Linked DNA regions of Mus musculus: regions 2, 3 and 4 are each linked to region 1. Evidence: chromatin contacts called from public HiCAR-type and promoter capture Hi-C data. All regions are on one chromosome and are shown on one strand. The core of a region is the stretch at or near the end of the contact, and the rest is flanking DNA. Distances in the headings are between cores, read along the strand shown.

The links. Promoter capture Hi-C pulls out the DNA fragments that hold promoters and counts their contacts. HiCAR-type assays count read pairs that join an accessible place to other places.
Region 2: a contact with region 1 is called in a promoter capture Hi-C map of pre-B cells, with 3 times the contacts expected there. The contact joins the promoter of Pkdrej here to the promoter of Creld2 in region 1. A contact is called at or near these places in 2 of 39 promoter capture datasets (cranial neural crest and pre-B cells).
Region 3: a contact with region 1 is called in a promoter capture Hi-C map of pre-B cells, with 5 times the contacts expected there. The contact joins the promoter of Trmu here to the promoter of Creld2 in region 1. A contact is called at or near these places in 3 of 39 promoter capture datasets (cranial neural crest, hippocampal neurons and pre-B cells) and 1 of 9 other capture datasets (embryonic stem cells).
Region 4: a contact with region 1 is called in a HiCAR-type map of astrocytes, with 5 times the contacts expected there. The contact joins the promoter of Gramd4 here to the promoter of Creld2 in region 1. A contact is called at or near these places in 2 of 39 promoter capture datasets (the 3T3-L1 cell line and hippocampal neurons) and 2 of 115 datasets of contacts at active chromatin or transcription factors (astrocytes and large pre-B cells).

Annotation. Positions count from the first base shown.
Region 1 is chr15:88,818,038-88,821,805 of GRCm38.p6, reverse strand. Creld2 (cysteine-rich with EGF-like domains 2) reads right to left here and starts at 2,160. Exons shown (of 10, transcript NM_029720.2): 1 at 1,972-2,160; 2 at 1,793-1,875; 3 at 1,167-1,277; 4 at 580-671. The coding sequence starts at 2,094. It overlaps Alg12 (asparagine-linked glycosylation 12 (alpha-1,6-mannosyltransferase)), which reads left to right and starts at 2,488. Exons shown (of 10, transcript NM_001142357.1): 1 at 2,488-2,548.
Region 2 is chr15:85,819,623-85,823,390 of GRCm38.p6, reverse strand. Pkdrej (polycystin (PKD) family receptor for egg jelly) reads left to right here and starts at 1,658. Exons shown (of 1, transcript NM_011105.2): 1 at 1,658-3,768. The coding sequence starts at 1,658.
Region 3 is chr15:85,877,349-85,881,116 of GRCm38.p6, reverse strand. Trmu (tRNA 5-methylaminomethyl-2-thiouridylate methyltransferase) reads right to left here and starts at 1,790. Exons shown (of 11, transcript NM_028063.2): 1 at 1,659-1,790. The coding sequence starts at 1,740.
Region 4 is chr15:86,057,048-86,060,815 of GRCm38.p6, reverse strand. It overlaps Gramd4 (GRAM domain containing 4), which reads right to left and starts at 2,054. Exons shown (of 19, transcript NM_001379572.1): 1 at 1,855-2,054. The coding sequence starts at 1,883. It overlaps Gm41375 (a long non-coding RNA gene), which reads left to right and starts at 2,200. Exons shown (of 3, transcript XR_875536.2): 1 at 2,200-2,424.

The DNA.
Region 1 (3,768 bases), core at 911-3,410:
CTGGGACCGGCAGGATTAACACTAGAACACCTGTGGGGAGCCAGCTATGGGACAACACACTATGTGCCCGAGAGAGAAAAATCCAATGTTGTATTCAGCATACAGTCAGGGAGAAGGGAACAAGAGCCAGCTCAGCCCACGTGCATGCCTGAAACTGAAACTTCTGTCACCGGATCCAGCCCGACTGATCAACATGACTTGGCTCCAGTCTCAAGGGTCACCTCAGAGAAGGGGCCAGGACTAGGTAAGAATGCTTACCACCCCCAACTCCCATCAGTACAGAGGAGCTCGAGAGACTGTGATCCCTCCCCCTGAACACTCATGAGGGCAAGAGGAGAACTCCCTAAAGTCAGAAGTCAGCAGTGATGCGGGAGCCTATGGCCCAGGTTCACAGCACCAGAGCAGGGGTGGACAGCTATGTATCTGAGGAAAGAGGCAGGGTTCCCCAACTCCACAGAAAGAGCATGCAGTTCAAATTCCCTCTGTGCTTTTAAACACAAGAAGGGCATCAGAGAGGAGTCATGGGAAAGATGCAGGCTCGGATGTCCCGGAGGGGCGGGGGGGGGGGGGGGGGTGTACCTTGACAGTCTGGCCCGTAGGTGCCTGGAAGACAGCACGCTTTCAGTGTGTGTACACAGAACCACTCAAATAGGTTGGGGTGCTCCTTCTTCCTGAGGGTTTTGAAATGGTCATTAAATCCCACGAGACGCTGGCCCGGAGGCACGCACGGCTCAGTGGGGATGCTCCAAGCCTTGGACAGTTTCAAACCCTAAATATAGCACAGGCGTTTTCAAACATATCAGCGGGGGAGTTGACTTTATAAGTTAGGTGTAGTAAGAGATCAGTAACTAACAGTGATAGCCAGACAGTAACGATGCGCTGAAGTGAGGCTTAACCACTCCAATTTTCACTTCTTAACTTCAGGCTGAAGCAACTAAGGACCTCAGGTGATTCGGGCTAGGAGGCACTGTCCACGCCCTCAAGGCTATGTGATGGGGGAAGCAAGGGTCAGGTGTGCACAGGACCTCCTTGGAAGCTTCTAAGAGATGGTGGCAGCGCAGGGGTAAATCGGGATGGGGATGTAGGATATTTCCTGCTTCTCTAGGTTCTCTACTGGGAAGATACTGCAAAATGCGAGATCAGAAGACAGGGTCCCAGGCACTCACAGTGTCTGCCACCAAGCCTCTAGCTGCTCCTCCTGCTGCTCCAAGAGTTGGTTGCACTCAAAGTCACTGCTGTCACACAGACCCTCCATGATCTCCAGAAGCCGGATCTCACTGAAACACAATCTGTCAGCACCCCAAAGCACCAGCACCCCAAAGCACCAGTCTGCTCACTTTACACATGTCCCTCCTAGAGACTACTTTAGCGAAGAGGAGAGTCTCTACAACCACAGGCAAGGTTAGTCAGTAAGGGGAGGCTAACCGGGGGGTGTGCAGCGGACCCAGGAATGGTAGGCCCCTCCATCCCTACAGCATGAGAAAGGGAGCTTATTCCATTAGTCAGGGAAGCCAGAAGTCTCTAGGAGGGCGAGGGGCTCCAGTCTGAGTTTCCAAAAGGCCCGTGTGCGTGTGTGTAAAAGCCTTCCAGTGTCTGTGCGCACAGAAGTGGCCGTAGGGAGTGTGGAAACCACAGACCAGTTGAGTGGCCAGAGGCAGGGACGACCATTGACAGGTGTCCACCACCATCGAAGGGGTTCCTCCGTGTGCCGGTGGTCTGCACCGACCCCAAGGTCTGACCACCGATTCACAGACCGCGACCGCACATCCTCGCACTTCTTGGGAACACTCACCTGAATTCGTACTTAGACAGCGTCTTCTCTTCCCACGCCGTGTTGCCGCCACCGAAATTCTTCCTGGCCGTGTTGGCCATCCCCTGTAGTGGAGGTGGCACCAGCTCGATGGGCTACCGTGAACCCCGCCGCCAGCCCCTGCCCCAGCGCCGCTGCCCCGGACCCCGCCGCCCGCCCACCTGGTTGAACTTGTCCACCAGCGTCCGGCATCTCTGGCACATCGTCGGCTTCCGGGAGGCTACGGCCCCGGGCGGCGGCAGCAGCAGCAGCAGCCCGAACGCGGCTGCAAGCAGCAGGTGCATGGCGGGAGGGCTGCCCGGCGACCCACCGAGAACTGCGGCGGAGTCTGAGCCTCCGCCCACCGGCCCGCGCGCCGGCCGTTCCCCGGGCTACTTGACTGCGTCGCCGAGGCCCCGCCCACCTTTCACCCCGCGCGCTTCTATTGGCCGGAGGAATCCCCCTTGCCTGATGTGGACCAATTGAGGCTCGCCACGAGAAGCCACCAATGAGAAGGCCCCGGGTCAGCGTCCCGCGAGAATGAGGCAGAACCGTAATCTTCTATCGGGTCCCCATGCCCCGCCCTCCACGAGTGGCCATCTTTTCTCCGGGCGGGAAGCGCCAGCTGCGGTCGCCAGCCTGGGCAATGGTGGCCATGTCAAGTTCGGGCAAAGACTTGGCTTCCGGGCCCGGTTTCCGCAGCCGGCTTCCTGCCTTGGTCAGTCTGCTCAGTTCCGCGGGGTCCTGCGGAGAGGAGAGGTTAGCGCGCGTCGCCGGGATTGGTGTACTCGGGCGGGAGGTGGCGAAGCTGGGGTTCTCCCGAGCGCGCGTGACGGCCTTTGAGTTCCTCAACCCGGGGATGGACCTGTCACTTAGAGGCTGAGCGTGTCCCTGGGGGCGGGACATCTCGCCCGAGGCCTGGACCGTTCATCCATCCTCCTCACCTGGCGCCCGGAGCTGTCATCCGTAAACAGAGCTCTACATCTGGGTCCTGCTCAGTGTGGTTGAGGGGGCCCCAGTGGTCGACATTTCCTCAGGGGCCTCAGGCAGTGAGTTCACAATGACCTTCCGAACTTTAAGTGACCTGAGGGAGGAGGAGGAGGAGATGTGGACTATGTGTATTTTAAAGAACATCTGATTGTATAAATAGTAACAGTTTAGTCTGGTCTTTGGTTTACAAGTAAGTTCATCTACACCAGCTAACACTTCCAGGTTAAAGCCACAATTTGAACGAATGATTCCCACAGTTCCCTTGGAAGCTTTGGAATCACAATGGACAGGGACGACAGGATCTTTGAAGGGTACCCCCTAATCTGAGATGCCCTCCTCCTCCACGCCACATTTGCGAAGAGTATAGCTTTTAATTTTTTAAAGATTTGTTTATTTTATGTATATGAGTACACACGGTAGCTGTACATAGGGTTGTGAGCCTTCATCTGGTTGTTGGGAGTTGAATTTACGACCTCTGCTTGCTCTGTGCATCAGATCTCATTACAGGTGGTTGTGAGCCACCATGTGGTTGCTGGGATTTGAACTCAGGACCTTCAGAAGAGCAGTATAGCTTTTTGGAGCTTGGCTCCTGGAGCTTAGCCATTAGCATCTCTTCTTCCCTGCAGCTGCCCCCATTCCTGTGATAGGTGTTTTGTTTTGTTTTTTTTTTTGGTTTTTTGAGACAGGGTTTCTCTGTATAGCTCTGGCTGTCCTGGAACTCACTCTGTAGACCAGGCTGGCCTCGAACTCAGAAATCCGCCTGTCTCTGCCTCCCAAGTGCTGGGATTAAAGGCGTGCGCCACCACGCCCGGCTGATAAGTTGTTTTTATGTACTGGTGAATAACTCCCTTGTATTGTTTCTGCTCCTGGTTGAGCGGTCCAGCTCACCCTGGTCTCCTGTTGTCTTTGAAAATAGCTAGCCGGGCGGTGGTGATGCACACCTTTGATCCCAGCACTTGGGAGACAGAGGCAGGCGGATTTCTGAGTTC
Region 2 (3,768 bases), core at 409-2,908, 3.0 Mb after region 1:
GCCATTAAGGCAAGTCATAAATAAAAATGACTAAAAATCATTCTGGACCTATTCTCTAATCATAGCATTGTTAATTAGAGATCAATAAGCACAAGATTTCTTTTTATTTATTTATTTATTTATTTATTCTATGTATGAGTACACTGGTGTGTCAGACACACCAGAAGAGGGCATCAGATCCCATTACAGATGGTTGTGAGCCACCATGTGGTTGCTGGGAATTGAACTCAGGACCTCTGGAAGAACAGAGGTCATCTCTCCAGCGCCACAAGAGTTCTACATGAACTCCAAATGCTTGCAACTAACAACACCCTTTGGAATATACGGGTACAAACAAAATACTAGGAGAATTAGAAATATTTTAAAGGAAAGATGGCCAAAAATACAATAAGCGTGTAGGATGTACTTAAATACTGTATAGTAGGGACTTTATAGTTTTAAACACAGTAGGAGAAGGAAGAAGTAAGAAGAAGAGGAAGAGGAGGAAGAAGAGGAGGAAGAAGAGGAGGAAGAAGAGGAGGAAGAGGAGGAGGAGGAGGAGGAGGAGGAGGAGGACTAGGACGAAAGGCTCCATCTTTGAGCCAAAATGTCAAGTTAGGAAACTAGAGCCTCGGCTGCAGCTCAGGGGTATGGCCATCATTCCTGGAGACCCAAGGTTTGATCTTCAGTAACTTCTCCCTTTTAAACTACACAGTTCTTTTTAGCTAGGTTCGTTCTTTTTAGCTAGGTTAGGTAGTACACACTTGTGATCTACCACCTAAGAGGCTGAAGCTGAAGAATCTCCAGTTGACACAGTCTAAAACAAACAAATAAACAAACAAACAAACAAACAAATAAGCAAACAATACATTTAAAAGTGAAGGAAAGGGAAAAAACAAACCAAACCAATAACAACCAACCCAAACCTAACCAACAACCCCACCTCCACGCCCCCTTTCCCCAAACAACCAAGTGTCAGATATCCCTGCACTGGTCTGAGGGGGCTGGCAAGGCCCTCCAGACTTCATTATTTTGGAACCGGTTTTCCCGTGGGAGAGGAATTTCTGCTAAGAAGTTTTCTTGGTGTGTCCAGTTTTAAAAAGAAGAAAAGAAGGGGGTGGGGCGGCAGAGCACGGGATTAAACTCATTTAGCAAGGCCTGATCCTGGAGTAGATCCATCAGTATGGGAAGAAAGAGGTGGTTGGAAACAGTCTTGAGCCCCTCTGCCGCCTAGTGTATAGTGACCTACCTTGCACCTACCTTCCTGGAGATGCTGCTGTCCTTAGCATGTCCTTCTTGGTCCTGAGAATCTCCACTTCTCTGGAAACCCATTGTTCTGTGACTTCCCACGTTCTCCTTGTGTGTGGTTCTCCTTGGTCCTGAGATCCTTGATGACCCTGAGAGCCCACTGTTCCTGGGAACTCACTGCCCTTTGGGACCCACCGCCCCTGGGAACATACTGTCCCTTAAACTCACTAGCCCTGGGAACCCCACTGTCCCTGAGAGTGTACTGTCCCCGAGAGAACCCACACCTCGGGTGAACCGCCTTATTCCGGAGTGGCGGAGCACGCTGCCCCTGCCCCGCGGCGAGCTGCGCGCCCATCCCCTCCCGGTACGCTCGCTCGCGGCCCAGCCCAGCGTCACGGCCGTTGCGCCCGGCAGCTCCTGGCGGGGAGTCATGTGGCCGGGCCCCGCGCTGCTGCTCCTGGGCCTGGGCCTGGGTCTAGGCAGCCAGCCGCCACCCACCGGCCCTCGCGGGCTGCCGGGCGTGCTCAGGGGCGCCCCGGGGTTGGGGCAGGGCGCGGAGAGCAGCGTCCGGGGCGGTGACACCGGGGGCCTGTCCCCGCGTGCAGCCCCGCGCCACGCCAGCCCTACGCCGCCCCGTAGGTGTCCCTCGGGCGCAGCTGCACGCGTCCTCCTGAAAGTCAACTCTTCGGACCCCGCAGCCGCCAAGGCTAACGTGTCCTGCCAGACGGCCCCCTGTATCATGCAGCCAGTGAAGATCAACAGGAAGGACCAGAACGCTCCCCTTATCCTGAGCAGAGACGAGGAAGCCACCCTCAATATCACTGTGCGTTGGTACTGTCCTGATGCCTTGGTCATTCGCAAGAGCTGGGTGTACTTTTCGGTGGCCTCTGTGAACGACACCCCTGATTGGAACCGACCTGTGCTCTTGCCGCAGGTGGCAGTGTCTAAGGGTTTCTCCCTCCACATCCCCAAATATGCCCTGCCTTACGGGGTGTATGTGTTTAACTTTACGCTGTCCATCTTCAGGTGGGACCTCGCCTGGCCCACGGTGACAGGCTCGGATATCATCTACATTTGGGTTAGAAAACGCCCCCTGAAGGCTGTTCTTCTTGGAGCCCCCAGAGTAACCGTGAAGTTCTCCGATGAACTGATTCTGAATGGAAGCATGTCCTACGACCCAGAGGCAGACATCCCCACATGGGGACTCCAGTTTTTTTGGTATTGTACCACAAATCCAAGATACTATAGTGGCAACTATGTATTAGTGATCAACCAGGCTGTCTGCCACCCAGAGCAGGATTCACTGAACTGGCCTTGGGCAGTGGGCTCTGTACTAACCATTCCACCAAAAACTCTTAGGGGCAATGGTGTGTATTACTTCAGAATGGTGGTACAGAAGCAAAACAGAACTGCATTTTCTGATAAAACTGTACACGTGCTCCAGGGGCTTCAGCCCAAGGCACACATTTCCTGCATTGAAAATTGTGGCCCCACGTTAGGTGTGTCAGATAGATTTTCTCTGTTTCTGAACTGCCCAAGTTGTGGCCGCCAGGATTTGTATAGCTGGTCCATTTTGTCTCTAACGGGCCATGAAGTGATGTTTGACTGGGCAGGGCAAGCAATCACCAGGAGGAATGGACCTTATTTGTCCATAAAAGCTTTTGCCTTTAGGAATTTTTTGGAAAATAGGGTTTGGGTTTCCCTGATTCTGAAATCTTGGAGTGGTATGACCACGACCTTGAGACATCCCGTTGTCATTAACCATGGCCCTCGAGTTGGCAAATGCAAGATAAATCCAGCTAGTGGGATTTCCATGGTTACTAAATTTGCTGTTGAATGTAGTGATTTTAAGGATGAGAACCTTCCCCTTAAGTATAAAATAATAGTATCTGAGTTGGACAGCATTGGCGCGATCAGTTCCGTAGAAGAGAATACACTGGGTTCCGTGGTGTATTCAGGGGCAGAGCCGATAACACCAGCCTTCTTTCTCCCTGTCGGTACGGTGACAGATGAGTACAATGTGAGGCTTTATGTTCAGGTCTATGACTCCTTAGGGACATTTTCTCAAGTGACTTTGCAAGCGACTGTGACGGCACCTACTGTCAGGGACTCTTCAAAGGATGTTTTACAACAGCTGCTCAACGTCACCATGAAACCGACGTCACTGTTGTCTACCTTGCTTCAAAAGCAGGACTGGCTACAGGCTGGCTACTTAACCTATGTGGTGATTTCTGTCTTGAATAACATAAAAGGGGAGCAGGAACTTCAAGATGACAGAGCCCGTCTCCTGGAGCACCTCGTCAAACAGTCTCTCACGTTTGCTATGAACACAGCGGATGAGATCGGTCAGTCGGTGATGGTGATTACCAAATTAACCCAGAAAGCCTCTGACTTGAGTCAAGCGGATTTAGAGGCCACCTCGTTCCGGCTTAGGCAAGCAAGCCAAGACCTACAAGAATACCAGCACAGACACAAGCACCTTCAGCAGGTTGAAGTTGTGGGCACTGGCATCCTAACCAGTCTGTCTAACCTTCTTAAGCT
Region 3 (3,768 bases), core at 541-3,040, 2.9 Mb after region 1:
CTCTTGAGGTGGTCTTACACGTAACTTACTAATGCAGAGATGGCATAATACAATCCTGTGTCCCAAGAGCTAATACAATGCCCAGGGCATAAGGAGAGCCAAAACCCCACAAGCTTGTAACATGAACAAACTCTACGCAGAGTTTTAGAACCCCACCATTCCCATGCTACATCTGCCTGGTCAATTGTCTCACAGAGGGACAAGACCCACATGCATGGAGCCAGGCACTCAAGGACTGGTCAACTTTCTACGGATTGCAGTATGGGACATCACCTCTAAGAGCCCTCGATGCCGAAATGAGAGGATGGTTTTCTTTCCTCTGATACCGTCCATCAATTTCTTTCATGAAAAAAATCCAAGGAAGGGTAAAAGTTAGATGTAGCAGCCTGAGGGGAGAGAGCCTTTGTTTTGGCTAGGTTCCCACTGTTATGATAAACACCACGATCAACAGCATCTTGGAGAGGAAAGGATTTATTTGGCCCTAAAGGTCACAGTCTACCATCAGGGGAAGCTGGGGCAGGAACTCAGGTCAGGAACCTGAAGGCAGAATTGAATCATAGGTTATAAAAGAATACTGCTTATGGGCTTGTTTCTTTGGCCTGCTCAGCCTGTTTTCTTATAAAACCTAGGACCACCTGCCCAGAGATAGCATTACTCCTAATGGAACGAGGCTTCCTACACCAATTATTAAGAGAAGGCCCCACTGACTAGCCTACAGGCCAGGGTGATGACAGTTTCTCAGCTGAGGTTCCCTCCTACCAGAGGACCCTAACATGTCACATAGTTTTAATGTGACATAAAAACTAGGCAGCAGTTGATCTCCCTTTAGTAGTAAAAGATAAATCTGTAAGAATGATGCCAACCTTTGCCACTTCCCAAAGCATCTAGTTACACAGTTCTCATTGGAAACCTTCAAAGACTCACACTGCCTACTCAACATTACCCCAAATTCCTTAATACCGTCAGCTTCACTAACCCCACTATATCCTATTCTGGCCGGCACTCTCTCCTCTGCCTCCTGCCTGTGTTACTGCAGCCAGTTCTTTGTAGAGAAATGCTTCCCTCTTCCTTTCTCACCATAGTACACACCTGTATCCTGTGGCTCTTTTACTCTGTCATAACAGCTGTGATTATAAAAGAATCGCTCCTGCTTTCCGATATATCTCACATTGTATAGCTAACCCTTTCAATACATACTGTGCCATTTAATCATTCCAGTCATCCCATATTACGGGTCATCCCATTTTTACTGGGGGGTGCTTAGTTAACTTGCCCAAGCCCAGGCTCCTGGCCCCGCGCCTCTGCACCCCGCGTGCCCCGGGGAAGATGATCCACGGCTGAGGGGGACTCCATTAAAAGCCGCCAAGGTGAATGCGGAGAGGTTGACACAAGGTGGGGCCACACAGCAGGAGGAATGTACACCGGTCGTTGGAATCAGATCCGAACCCTAAGGACCCATGAGGCTACATCTACAAGTCAGGAAGAACTGGTAGCTGTTCGGAGTGAAGTTTGTCATCCAACGAAGGAGAACACTGGAGTGATTTTGTCATTAGAGTTGGCGGTGTCCTCGCCTGGAGGCCCGCGGAGTCTGCAAAAGGCCAGGCCTCAGACCTGGAGGAGCCCAAGCTCCTGTCCCCAGTGAGGAACCCTGGCCTCACCTCTCCGCCGCAACAGCAGCGCCGCCACCGCGCTGTCCACACCGCCAGACAGGGCGCACACGACGTGCCGCAGCGCCGACATCAGGCTACACCGCGAGCTTTCTGGCTGCGTCCAAGCTACGCCGGAAGTCCCAGCCTCCGGGGGACGGGGGGGACGGGGGGGGGGGGCGTCCTCACTCTTCACCCGGCGGGAAACGTGCTCCGCTCACCCAGTGTTCTGCAGGCTTTTGGGTTCCGCGCGGCGGATCGGCCGAGGAGCACTAGGTGGCAGCATGTCCCAGATAGGCCAGCGATGAGTTGGTCGGGTCCGGCTTCTTAGCCACCACTCGCTGCCCTTGCGACGTTTTCTTCTGTGCTCAGCTGGCGCTCCTGGGTCAGCTGCACCAGGAACAGCCTCCGCTCGGGCTTGAGGTCTCAAAGGCGTTCCTGGGCACACACAAGGTCGAGATGCTGTGTCGGCCGCTGGCTCCTCCTGTTTACCCGCTGGAGGGACAGGGCTGTCAACACGTTCTCATTGGATTCTAGATGCTTGCGGGCCTGGCGGGTGCAGAGCCAGTGGAGGACAAAGCATAGTGGACCGTTGCTCAGTAAGGCTTTGCTAGCAGCTCAGTCAACGGGTTGGAGTAGGGGATGGGAGCGTAGTTAACCAGACCCAGACAGTAGCTGGGAAGGATGGGCCACGGAAGACTGGGAGAGTTTGGAGTCGCACCTGTTCATCCTGGTGCCTGTGATTTAAGAGTGTTTGTTTCGTGGGCCATTCTTGGAGGACGAACGAGCACTCTGCGGGGATCAGCTCTAACGAGTGGATGCTTTGGGGACCTCAGGCTGGAGCTGTGGCTCTTCCTGAATTGATTGTGGGGGGCCTCGCACATGACAGATGTTGAGTGGCTGCTGGAAGAAAATAGATACGAGTCCTGGGACAGAAAGAGAGAGAGAGAGAGAGAGAGAAGAGAGAGAGAGAGAGAGAGAGAGAGAGAGAGAGAGAGAGAGAGAGAGAGAGACAAAAGGGCAGGGGGTCATGTCTGTGGAGTGTTCTAGCCTTGAGGACCAGGACCTCCCTTCTTGGGTATGGGCATTTAGTATAGCAAATCTCACTTTTCCTACCAGAACCTATGATAGGGCCAACCACAAAGTAGCAGAAACCAGACAAACCTATGTTAGAATTTTTGTCTACTTGACACAAGCTAGGGGTGGGGGGACATCAATTGAGAAAATGCTTCCATTAGATTGGCCCTTAGACAAGTCTGTGAGATTTGTTGATTGATGTGAGAGCCACACCAGTGCAGGTGATCTTGGGTTGTAAAAGAAGGCAAACTAATCAAGCCATGCGGAGCAAGCCAGTAAGCAGTGTTCCTCCATGGCCTCTGCTTCAGTTCCTGTCAAAATTCCGTCTCTAACTTTCCTTCAGGTTGGTCTGTGATTCGGATGTGCAAACCACATAAATAAACCCTTTCCTCCCTGCGCTGCTGTTGGCCAGTATTTTCTTACACTAGAGAGAAAACTGGGGCGTTTCTTTTTCCTGCACAAGGTGTTTTTTGCTTCCCTATAACTCCCAAAGTCTGCAGTGTGATACACCATGGACAGGAAAGTGCTGTGCGGCACCAACCCAAATGGTATGTGGGCTTCAGGAACACTGCCCCCCCACAATGGTAAGAAATTACAGGGAAGCAAGCCTCTGCCATCTCCGAGGGTGGGGCTTTGGTCATCAGCCTACATCAGTATACTTCATGCCAGCCCCTCAGCTCAAGTCTCCAGTGTGTCCCAAAGCTGACCCTTCTGAACAGCCAGCCGAGGAGCTATGAAGAAGAACGTAGGGGAAAGCCACCTTTGAGCATCTTCAGAGGGGAAAGCAGAGGGACTGCAGCATATGCTGCCAAAAACCAGATGCCCCGGTAGACAGAGCAGAGTACGGCCGCATGAGGACAAGGCGTGCGCTGAGCCAGGGCTAAGTACAGACATCACCAAGGTAGCCTAGTTAGTTATTCATAGGTTAATGTCCTCTCCCCACCAAACACACCAAGGAAGGATGCAGCCACTCCTTACCCAACAGTACCCTAAGGGAAATGTAGCCCTGCCCCTACTGCAAACCCAGCTTTCTTAAATGAGTTCA
Region 4 (3,768 bases), core at 805-3,304, 2.8 Mb after region 1:
TTGGCACCGACGACTGCGCTGTCTGCTGGCGCCACTCCGGGGGAGCCACGATAATGGAGGGCACCAGGAGGTTTGGAGAGAGAGAGACCACTGGTTTTCCCTTAAGGAATACACCTCTGCAAAAACCTCTCTGCCTGCCTGGGGAGGAGGCACAGGATAAACAGGTGCCCAGGCTGGGTGGAAACAGACCTCAACTCTGAGACTATCTCGGGCAGTTTATAGGACATAAGTTCTAGCATGGACTCAGACAGACATCTCCGGAACCAACAGGGACAGCCATGTTCACCACCATCAGCCAGGATGGCAGAGGAAAGCAGGGAAATGATGGTCCACAAAGAATTCCATCCTGGGTATCCAACCTCCTAGATATCCTAGCCCGTACCCCTGGGAGTTCAGTAATCAGTACCACAGCAAAGGCAGGGGGCTCCAAGTCCACAAGCAGTTTGGGGAGGAGGGAGGAGCAGGCATGTTGACTGAGACTCCCAGCTGGGGTGTCCCAGAGAGCATCTTTATATTGTGGCTTCATCCTAGCACGGGTCAGGGATACTAAATAAAGCACTCTGACTGGACTGGGCTGTGTATCCCCAAATGGGCCTGGGAACAGGTTGGGCAGAATGAGAGAAGATTCTTCCGATCTCTGCAGGGCCACTAAGCCACCTGAGAGGCACAGGGTGGATGGCCTTGCCTGACTCCTCACCTAGAGTGTGTCTGGCTGCCGTGGAACCCACACCATCTTGTTAACTCTTATCTTGTCATTAGTCACCCACTGATAAGGAAACTGAGGCAGGGCTGGTTTTGTGACAGTGCCTTGCCCGATCTCACAGAACAGGTATCCGAGATAAACTAACTTCCAACTGTCCTTTATTTCAAACCCTACAGAGCCTGGACCATGACCCCTCCTTCTGAACCTGGCCCTAAAGCAAGCTCCTACCTGGCTGGGGTTCAGCGAAATTGAGGATTGGGGGGGGGAGTGCGTTAAGACTCAGCACCTTTAATTTTGTCCCTAATCTACACAAGGCAAGGCAGGAAGGGAACCCACTCTGAACAAGGTCCCCCCAAACTGAATCTCTCTTATCTCTGAAAATGGGAAGTTCCAAAGAGTACAAGGTTCTGCCTCTGGCCCTAGAAGCCTGCTTCTTACCCTGGCCACGGGTAGGAAGGCCACAGGGGAACCAACATCCAGACTAGTCAGTCCCTCTCCACCCTTCAGAGGTGCTGGTCCCGCTCTGGACAGATGAAGTCTTAGGTTAGGGACTGCCACACAGCACCCCACCTTAACGGTTGTATAAACACATAGGCCTAAGCTCCAGCCCAGGTGCCAACTGTCCCCAGAATCCCATAGGCTAATTCCAAATGAAAGGAAAAGATATAACAGAGAGCAGGGTGTGGAAAGGGAGCAAGCGTCCACAACTTTTCCCCGGGTCATCTGTTGGGCCACACCGGCCTGGACAGCCCTCCTCCTTTTCAGTCCTCCCCCACCACCAAGAGAGTGGGTCAGTAGGACGACATTTGCTGTGCCCTCATCCTGACCCCCCCGCTAGCGGCCTAGGCATGGTGACCCATCTAATGACTCCCCCACATCATAGTTTGGGCCCTGCGTCCCATCGACGTCTGCCTCTCGCCCACCAGGACCCTGACCCGCACAGCGCCCGTGGTACGCGCGAGGGGCGGCCGTGACGCGCGCCCCGGGAGCGTGTGTGCGGGGGCGCGCCCGCGCTGCTCCCCGAAGGGAGGGTCGCTGCTGTGGGCCACCGAGTGAGAGTGTGGGCACACGGGGTCGCGGCCCGGCAGCTAGGACAGAGCGTGGCCAGCGTCGCCCAGGTCCGTGTGGGAGTCCGCGTGCGCGCCGCTTACCCTGCGGGATGATCGGGGCCAACTCTCATCCACCCGCCGCCGCGGCGCCCCCCTGGCCGGCCACCCGGCCGCGCTGCACCTGCCGCCCTCCCGGGAGCCCAGCGGCGCCGGGGAGCGGGGACTACGCGGCCCCGCGGGTGCCGGCCACGAGCGCGGAGGCGGCGCCGCGTCGCGCGCTCACGTCCTGCTGCGCGGAGTCTGCGCGCCCCCCGACCGGGCCTGCGCAAGCCGCCGCCCCGCTCCGCCCCCTCGCCTCCCCGCCCTCCCTGCCCGGTGTGTGCGCGCGCGCGCGCCCGATCACGCGGCGCCGCCTTTGTTTGGGTGACCCACGTGGGTCCTCGCCGCGCGTGCCCACGCGCACGCGTGGCCGCCTGCCAGTCGCAGCCACGGGCACAACCGAGCACAAGGATACACTCCACTGTCACCTCTCTCCCGGCGAACTGGCTTGACGGTTACTGCCAAATGGAGACCCGCGCTTGGTGTAGAAATACTTGTCCTGGCACCGCCAGGCTGGACTCAGAGCACAGCTCCACACTGGGAAAAGGACATGGAACCTCCACCTGGAGGGCAGTGAGCAACTCCTCCCTTCTCTCCCACTCAGTACCTAACCAGGAATGCCACATACCTTTAAATGTCACCGTAGCGATAGGAAGCCTACTTTAGCTCTAGTACTATCTTAAAGGAAAAGAGATCCTCCAGGAGTCACTTCCCCCGTTTTGACTCGCCTTTCAAAAACCAGGGTTGACAAGGACCCAGAAAGATAACTAATGAACCTGGTAAAAGACCACACCCTCCAGAACCCCAGGCCCTAGCCTGGTTGGAGGACTGACCTGCAGCACCGTATGGGGTCTGACCTAGGAGGTCCACTGTAGGGTACGAGGGTGACTGTAGCAAACTCAGCATCAGCAAGTGGAGACAGCACATTAGACCTGTGACCACATGACCCGCTTGCACTGCGGGGCTTTGACGACCTCACCTCCAACCCTCTCAATCCAGAACTGTCCCCCACCTTATTATGTCTCAAGCACCCCAGGAGATTTGAGGAATGCTGAAGGACTCTGAAGCTTTCTGGGGGGTGGGGTGGGTGGGGGCAGGATTCAGGCCCCCTTTTGTCCTCCAGCATTGCCTACCTTCCAGACAGGCCTTTGTCCCAGGGTCTGGGGCTGGCATCCAGAGAGGCTCCTGTAGGTGAGCTCTCTCTCTCTCTGAATGCAGAGTGAGAAGCAATGCCCATGTGTAGCACAACATGAGGTCTGTCCAATGGCTCTTGGCTGGCAGTGTGAGATGCCAGGCTAAGCTGCCTGCAGGGCTTGGTCTTGGCAAGATGAGAGCTACTTTGGGCAGGAACCTCCTCTGAGTCACCTTTGTGCGGCATCCCAGCCCAATGCCACACCAATCTCGCTGGTTCCTCCTACCCCTGGCTTTCCCTGCTTCCTCTCTGTCCTACAGCAAAACCGGACTCTGGTCGTCGCCCCACCCCCACCGCCCCCTGCAAGCACAAGTGCTACTTTCCTGCCTCCAGGATTGCCTAGACCATATCCTCCCTGGGGCGCGGAGGAGGGGGGAGCCTCTCCACTCTGGCCCTACCCAACCTTCCAAGCTAACTCCAAAGTTTCAGCTCCACAAAGCCTCCCTTGACCAGTCGCCCAGTTAGAAAATGTTTCTAGCTTCCCAGGAAGCCAGAGTTCTCGGGAGTCATTCCCCACCCTTCTCCTGTGAACTCAGCTGGGCAGCTTCTACCAGGAGAGGTTCGATGCATTCATGTAGGGATCCCTCCCTGCTGAAGTTAAAGTGTGTCTCCAGAGTCCCTGCATTGCAAGCTTAATCCCCAGTACACCCATGTGGCACGTGATTACTTTGAAGGGCTCTGCCCTCAGAAAGGCTTTATGATCTGAGCTGGCTTTATAGAGTAGG